2 separate regions of the Mus musculus genome follow, and region 1 is linked to region 2. Evidence: chromatin contacts called from public HiChIP or PLAC-seq data. All regions are on one chromosome and are shown on one strand. The core of a region is the stretch at or near the end of the contact, and the rest is flanking DNA. Distances in the headings are between cores, read along the strand shown. Region 1 overlaps Gm26562 (a long non-coding RNA gene). Region 2 has its middle 10 kb from the start of Gm1968.

Region 1 (3,834 bases), core at 312-2,811, 200 kb after region 2:
TCTGTGACCTGTTCAGCCTCAGATCCAGGCCCTACCAGCCCACCCTCCACTGCCGCGTCCTCTCTGGCCGGTAGCCTGGAATGACAGCAGCTTCCTGTCTTGTCAGTCTCAGGCTGCTGTCCCCACGTGTCCCTATCACCTTCCACACCCGCATGACTATTCCCTATCTCCTGAGGTTTCGGATGGGTTATGTTTTCAACGCGGACTCTTTCTGGCTCTGAATCAGCGTGACATGTTAAACCTCAGCCCAGAAACAGTCAAAATGGCGGGAGGAAGGAGCAGGTCTGGCTTAACAAAAAGACAAATGCAAGGCCCCGGGTGGAGCATGGGAGAGAAAGATGAGCTACATTGGTGGCTTGTAGGTGAGGTGCCATGTTGGGAGTTAGGACACCCACTCTCAGGCCTGCCTGTACCCCATCCCTTCTCACACCTAGCTTCAGAAGGCTGAGCCAGCCCTGGCAGCCTCTGAAGCCATGACACAAGAGCCCATGCTTCTCAAGTTCATGGGCCAGATCCTATGACTCAGGGCTCTGGGCAGGCCGAGCTTCCATATCCACGTCACCTCCTCCATCAGGACTTGGTGAGAAGGGGCCTCCCACAGTGACATCATAGAAGGAAGCAGGTGTCTTTCCACTCATCCCCTCCCCCAGGCCTGGAGTTTCTGGGACACAGAAGGGACTCTTAGCCCTGCCTCCTCCAGCCCCACGCAAAACATCTCCTGCCTCACCAGAGTGAGGGTCTGCCTGGGATGCCAAACAGCCTCGCCCTGACATAGTCTGTGGAAAAAGGAAAAATCTGCATCAAAAGAAGAAAGCTAGACCCTCAGCTCCAGGTTCACATGGCCCCATAGCACAACCATTGCTAAAGCTGTCACTTGTTCTATGTCATTTCATCTGTCCACAGTGGTAAAGAGACACGCCCAAGTGCCCATGGGCTCCAGCTTTGCGCATTTGTTCTGAGTCCTCTACCAGGTGCTGGCAGTTTGCAGAGATGAGTAACCTGAGGTCCTGCTTTAAAAAAAAAAAAAAAATACGAGGTTTGTATCCAAGATCCAACAACTGAGACTTTGGTCATGTGACCCTTGCCACCTCTGCATTCTCGTGTATAAAACGGACAAAATAAGCAGCAAGTTGTAAACGGGCTCCTGTAGGTAACTAATTTGGCACAGGATGACCATTCTCTAATTAATAAATATACACTTACGCGCGAGCCTGGGGAAGCCTCTGGAGTGAAACGCACTGCTAAGGGCTTGCTTCTGTAACACCAAGCCTGTCACACACAAAGCCTCTCGCCCCAGAATAAGATTTTTAAAAGAGAAAAAGAAGAAGAAAAAAAGCTTGTTCTTTCTCGTTTGGGTGATCGTTAGCAGCCTGACCTCGGAGGCATCCCACGCGCACTCTCTGTCCCCCTGACAGCCTGGCCCGCACCCCTCCCGGCCGGATGTGCGCGCAGAGGGCCGAGGTTGGGAGCGTTTCCGGGACGGCTGGGTCACAGTGTGGCTCTGCAGTGTCTGGCAGCCCCACCCTTCCTGGCAGCCAAACCTCCTCCTCCTCCGGCCTCTGAAAGCCTGCCAGCACCCGGGAGGGAGAGCAGGCCCTGGAGACACAAGGTCCAGCTTCGAGGGGAGGGCAGGAGCCCGCAGAGGGGACCTGGCGCTCCTCCCGCCCTCCTGACCTGCCACGCACACGCATCTTAACAAGTGCCGAGTGCTCCTCCTAGTGGAAAAGGAAGGATGCGCGACCCCGGCTTGCTGCCCTTCTCTGGGCTCCTTCCCAGGCCTGATAGATGGCCACACCAGCAAGTCTCACCCCACCTCACAGTGCCAAAGGCCCATTCATATCCAGTGCCATTTGAGTGTGGAACACTTTTAGGACCCATTTTACAGATGAGAACACTGAGTCGGTCTCAGGCCGAACTGCAACTGTTTTCTTTGCATCAGTGTGCTACTCTCAAAATTAACCACAAGCAAGACCTGTCTCATACCCATGGCCCATGCTTTTCCACCTGGTCACACACAGACGTCATACCATCTTGAGAACAGACCTGGATCTCTCTTTGCCCTCTGACCTTGATCACTAGAAACTGAGTGCTCTGGGGATATCCTGATTAAAAGCTTTTTGGCTGACTGATCACTGCTGCCCCTTCAGAGCCAGCCCCTCCCCTTCCAACAACCCACCTAACACCACCAAAGCAGGAGTCAGGGGCTTTCTGCTCACTGTGGGCAGAGTGAGTTCCAAAAGTTGCCTCTAGATAACTCTACCATACACCAGCTGCTTAGCCTGGTTCACAGGCTATAGGGAGTGGGGATTGTCTCCAGCCCTGTCCAAAGAAACCACAGAGGCCTTCAGGCTGTCCCCTGGAAAGTCTCCAAGCCCCTGTCCTCATCCCTGCCCATGGTGGAGAGAGGGCATTTTGGAGTAAGTCACTCATCAAAGAGGGGAGGTGACCCTTGTCCTGTTCAGAAACCGGCTGAATGAAGAAGCCACATGCTGCCTTGGGAATGTGTGTCCTGGGGAGCAGCCCTGGAGGTCTGGAGACCCTAGATGGGAGGTTCTTGGAAGCCACAGGAGGAGGAATGTCCGCTGCCCACCATCCCCAGCTGGGATCCTGTCACGGGACCGCCCTGGGCCTGAGCTCAAGGGCAGAGCAGGCAGGCAGTGAGCTGTGTTTTCTGGGAAGGCAGCCAGTCCTTGTTGCCCTCCGGCTTCCGGGCACTGAGAATGGTAGAGCAAGCACTGGCCGCCTCAGCTCCCTCCAGTCCAGGCTGAGTGGGCACACCCTACTTCTGGTGCCAGGGAGCCACAAACACTCAGCTCCTTGCTCTCGAGGGGAGGGGAGGCACAGTGGAGACTCAGAAACACAAAATGCAAGTCCCTGGTAGCCGATCCTAAGCGAGTCCTGACTCCTCTTCCTGGTTAAACTGTCTGAGGGCAAGGGAGAAGCCTTTGGCTTGGCCTCAAAAGATGCCAGGCTCAGCCAGGTTGTGGTGACTTGTGCATTTAATCCCAGCACTCCGGAGACACATGGGAAGCAGAGGCAGATGGATCTCTGAGTTTGAGGCCAGCCTGGTCTACTGTGATTTCCAGGACAGCCAGGGCTCCACAGAGAAACCCTGTCTCAAAATAGATAGATAGATAGATAGATAGATAGATAGATAGATAGATAGATAGATAGATAGATAGATAGATAGATAGATATGCAGAGCTCTATCTAATCCTAGGTAGTATGCCATGTACCTGTGGGCACATGTCATTTCTCCTAATCCTAGCTTCAGTTAGATGTGCTAACCTTCCTGGTTGCTTAAAGCCCCACAGCCTAAAATGTATGTGGCTACACCTGAAGCACGACTCTCCTATGAGGGCTGCAGTTTCTTGGTGTCAAAGACTTGAGTGCCGCCTTATGTAATAGATTGCTATTGAGGAAATGAAGACAGACTTGGGCTCTTGACAGATATTATGTGAGACTCCGAAAAGGAAGAGGCCGCCTAGTCCCTGGTAGCTGTCACAGCAGGTACCCTTGACTACTAGGGACAAACCACACATGAGTCTGGAACTCATCAGATTCCTCACTAGGGCACTCAGCATGCCCAGAAGATCCCAGAAGATGAAGTTTGAGGGTCTCAAGTCGTTTCTCAAGACGACTTGTCTTTCAACTGCAAAGGGCTCTCCCGTGAGAGGGGCTACACTACAGCTGCCTGGCAAGGGCCCTAAAGTGAAGATTTGTAAAGACCGGGTTCAGATTCCTTGAGAAAAGAACCTTCTAAAGGCTAGTTTCTAGCAGACTAGACTGAGGTCATAGGCAGTGCGCTTCCAGTCACGAGGAGTGTTTGTCTGG
Region 2 (3,950 bases), core at 1,124-3,623:
AGGAGATGGAGGAGAAAAGAAAGAAGGGGGAGAAAAGAACCATGGTGCTTCTGGAATGTTCGAGCCCTGAGCAGGGTGGAGATGAGATGGTCCTACAGAGGGCCTCTCTGGCGACCATGATCTCTTTACTCAGGTACTATCCACCGGGTTATTTATTTATGGGACATTTATAGGCCTCTAGACCTGCACAGAATTAACAAATAGAAGGATAAGTGAAATGAGTTTTCAAAGAGCCGACTATGCAGCTGACATGCCTTTCACAGATACTAAATCCATCGGTTCTTGTGAAACTCAAGATGCAGGCTCATTCATTCCTTTTCTTCACCTTTATTTTCCAAAGAAAAAGCCACATTTTCTCCCCAGGCCCCTTCACGTTTCTGCACAGTATCTGAGGGGATTCCTCATTGGCTGAACAGTGGCGGGCTTTTTTTTTTTACTTCAGAGTAAAATGGCTGCTTACGGGCTCCATGTAGCTCCTCCCTTCCTGCCTGTCCATTTCTCTGTTTGTTTGTTTTTGTTGTTGTTGTTTAAACAAGGTCTCACTCTGCAACCCTGACCCTCCAGGAACTCACTATATAGACCAGGTTGGCCCTTGAACTCATAGAGATCCACCTACCTCTGCCTCCAGAGCACTGGGATAAAGGCACGTTATCCTCATACCCTAGGGTCCAACCCTACACTGTAACTGAGAAATCAAGCGTGCTTACTCACAGTCTACAGGCCACGTCACAGTCCTCCAGCCAAGTGCTCCAGAGCTCTGAGTTCTGGGAGAGGAAAGGAGTTCTATTTGATAATTTTGGAATTATCTGCCTTTGGTACAACAGGAATCAGCACACACACACACACACACACACACACACACACACACACACACACACACGGCATCCACCTTCTGCTCAGTCCTGCCTCTCTATTTTCATCACTATCATATACACTTGCATTTACAATCTCTAATGTTAAATTTTAACTTTCAGTGCAGTCTTTCCAAACCTCTGGGATTGCAGTGATATGGGTCTGATAATGTTTATCATCCCAATAGATGCTCTGGGGATCCAGGAAGAAGGCTATACTAGATTAGTGGTGTACATGGGTCAAATCACACACTCCATTCTGGCCACACCCCTGCTTCGTCACCTGTACTTATGTGGTCCCTTTGGCTTAGACTGCCTTTCCACATCCTCCACACTCAGCCCCCACCTGGCGATGCTCCCAAGATGGCCCACACGGGTCCCTAGGACAGCTCTGCTGTGGATCGCAGATGTCAGGATCTTCCCAGCGGCGAAGGACAACGTAGGTCATCCAGTCGAAGATACTGAACAGTTTTTTTTTTTCAGTTTTAATGTCCACTTTGCACTGGGTACCTGTAAAGGCTGCATCAGAGCATATCCCTAGCTTTCCTATAGCCGTGTCTGACAGGATGATAAAACCATAGTGATTATGGGACGTGTTCGTGGGTCTGAAGTGCTATAATGAAGTATCTACCCCTGTATTGAGCAAGGGAGATGGCTCCAATTAATGCTAATCAGACTCTTTTGCTTGAAAGAAATCCAAAATTGCATGCTGACTTATTGAACTTACTCAAATGTTCCAAAATCAATTTTTCTAACATGTCTGAAAAACAAGGTAATATCGTCATTAGTTCAGTGCTATAAACCTGGTGGGTGTTCAGTAAATGTAATTTGAATGCATGAATGTCCAACAGGCTTGGGAGTCAAGACTTGTGAATTCCAGTTTCATTCCCTACAAGTTCATTATGATATTGGGGGGGGGGTGGGGGATCACTTCTATCCGCCAAGCCTCTATCTGTTCATCTGAAAAATGAAGAATTTGGAGCAACCCAAGAATTTTTTTTTTGAGACAAGTTTTTTTCTGTATAGCTCTGACTGTCCTGGAATTCAATCTGTAGACCAGGCTGGCCTCAAACTCAAGAGATCCACCCGCCTCTGCTTCTTGGGTGCTAGGATTAAAGGTATATGCCACCATGCTGAACTTTGTGGCAACCCAAGTTTATCTTTCTGAGATCAAAATCCTGCAGCCTTAACATCCAACAATTACTTGAAAATGCTTAATTTGTCCACGTTACCGGTGTCAAATCAAATGAAAAGAAAGAAGGCTGGAGCTAATTTTTGCTAACTCTTCTTTCTGACTGGTGCCTTATTGTATGCATCATTGTAGGTGGCTTCACACCTATTCTGTTCTTCAGTGAGCAGTGCTGATTTTTCAGGAAGATCATTTTATGTTATTTCTACACATGAGGCAACAGGCACTTTATTAACCTGAAAAGAGTTTGGCTTCCTGTCTTGCCAGCATGACTACTCTTTAGACACTGGGAAGAGACACTGCCAGACAGAGGTTGCTACATGAAAGGGTCAATGGCCTGAACCACAGTAGCCCTGGCTTTGTGCTCAGAGGCAGTTCTCGGGTCACATGCACAGCTGGATAGCTTCATTTCACTTAGCTAAAGAGACTGAGACAAGAGACTGGGCAAGCTGAAATATATCATAATTGAGGATCAAAATTCCAAAGAGTATGGAGAAAAACAGGGAAGAACTCTGCTAAAGTGTTCTTAAAGTGAAACCAAGTGTAACTTCACAAAACCAGGCAGAAGAAAGGAGAAGGGGAAGTGGATATTTGGAGGAGGAGAAGAAGTGAGCTGAGCAGCCCAGAGCTCTCACAAGGTGGGGGCATGATTGGGCCTTGCAGCCTAAGGCCAGAGTCCTTGGTGGTCCTTTGGGGAAACAGTGGAGAGACCAGAGTTGCCAGAAGGGAGTAAAATGTGAGACATCGCTTCAGTGGAAGCTATTCCAGACAACTGAAGAGCGAGCAAAGCCTCGATAACAGGACTCAAAGAGATCAACCGACTCCTATGTACATCTGATGCGGAGGAATGTGAAGCTTAGAGCTCTTTAAAGGGAGATATCAAAGTCGGAATTCTTCACATTAGAAAATCACAGTGCCTACTAAGATTATATATTACTAGAATCTTTTGTAGTGCCTACAAAAGTTTATTAGTCATATGAAGGAGCAGGAAAATGCTGACCCATGAATGATTAAGAGAAAAACCAACCAGAAGAAACAGACCTACAGATGATAGAGGTGAGATATAAATTTTTAAATAAGAGGGACAAAACCTGTCAGTAAAGAGTCTAGATTTAAACCCGGGTCTCCAGACACTTCATATAGCCCTCCTTCCTTTGCTAGTGTCCATCTGCCCTGTATACTTGTGAAAATGTATAGTTTTGCCACACGCCCCCTCCCCATACACCTTTCCTGTGCTACCACTGTGCATATGGGAAAGAACACCCAAGAAGCCTGCAGAAGCAGCTGCAGACCTGAAACCCATGCCAGCCATCTTAAAAATCTTAAACAGTGCTGTAACTGAGCTTTCTTGTACTTTGCCTTCCCCCACTGAAACTTACTGGAATTGTCAAGGGCCACGCCTTGGTGATATCTGTAGCCAGAGGGCCTCTGCTCCTTAGGGGTCATGGCTTCTGGGAGCATGGGCTAACTCATGTGTAAACTGTGAGAATGTGCACCAGGAAACCAAGCCTCCTGCTTCAGGTCCAAGCTGACTAAAGACTTATGCAAGGGTTGACGCTGAAGGCAACAAGGTACAAGCCCCACTCCCTTGCTGGGGCGGTGGTGGGAACAAGATGGGGTGGGGGCATGTTTTCATATGTGTGCTGCCTACAAGAGTGTCAGAGAGAATGGTGTAAGAAGTCTAGACCTAGGGTCACTTCCCAAGCTGGGGGCACAGTTTTCCTCTCTGCAATTCCCTAGGCACATTGTTACCAAAGCAAATATCAAAGCCCTGCAATTTGCTAATTATAGGCGGGATCCTGGGCTTGTGGGCCCAATTAACCACTTGTTCCTCATTTTCTGTGTGTGACCCGTCCTCTGCACCCACAATTAGCCACTTGTCTTTTAACTGCCTCATGAGCTGGCTGACT

The links. HiChIP or PLAC-seq counts read pairs in DNA pulled down with a chosen protein or histone mark.
Region 1: a contact with region 2 is called in an H3K27ac HiChIP or PLAC-seq map of hepatocytes, with 5 times the contacts expected there. The contact joins two enhancer-like sites. A contact is called at or near these places in 1 of 15 datasets of contacts at CTCF or cohesin (the NIH/3T3 cell line), 4 of 484 Hi-C or Micro-C datasets (the G1E-ER4 cell line, bone marrow-derived dendritic cells and liver), 7 of 115 datasets of contacts at active chromatin or transcription factors (bone marrow-derived macrophages, embryonic stem cells, hepatocytes and 3 more) and 1 of 9 other capture datasets (adipose tissue).

Annotation. Positions count from the first base shown.
Region 1 is chr16:30,186,585-30,190,418 of GRCm38.p6, forward strand. The region is part of intron 2 of Gm26562 (a long non-coding RNA gene); the gene reads right to left. Among named protein-coding and RNA genes, the nearest start is that of 1700025H01Rik, 4.1 kb to the right of the region's middle. Within about 2 kb of position 1,562, at least 330 of the 459 cell types and tissues checked have an H3K27ac peak or open chromatin away from gene starts, as enhancers often do. A contact at or near this core is called in bone marrow-derived macrophages, hepatocytes and microglia, where this site is marked.
Region 2 is chr16:29,987,113-29,991,062 of GRCm38.p6, forward strand. No RefSeq gene overlaps it. Among named protein-coding and RNA genes, the nearest start is that of Gm1968, 10 kb to the left of the region's middle. Within about 2 kb of position 2,374, at least 21 of the 459 cell types and tissues checked have an H3K27ac peak or open chromatin away from gene starts, as enhancers often do. A contact at or near this core is called in bone marrow-derived macrophages, hepatocytes and microglia, where this site is marked.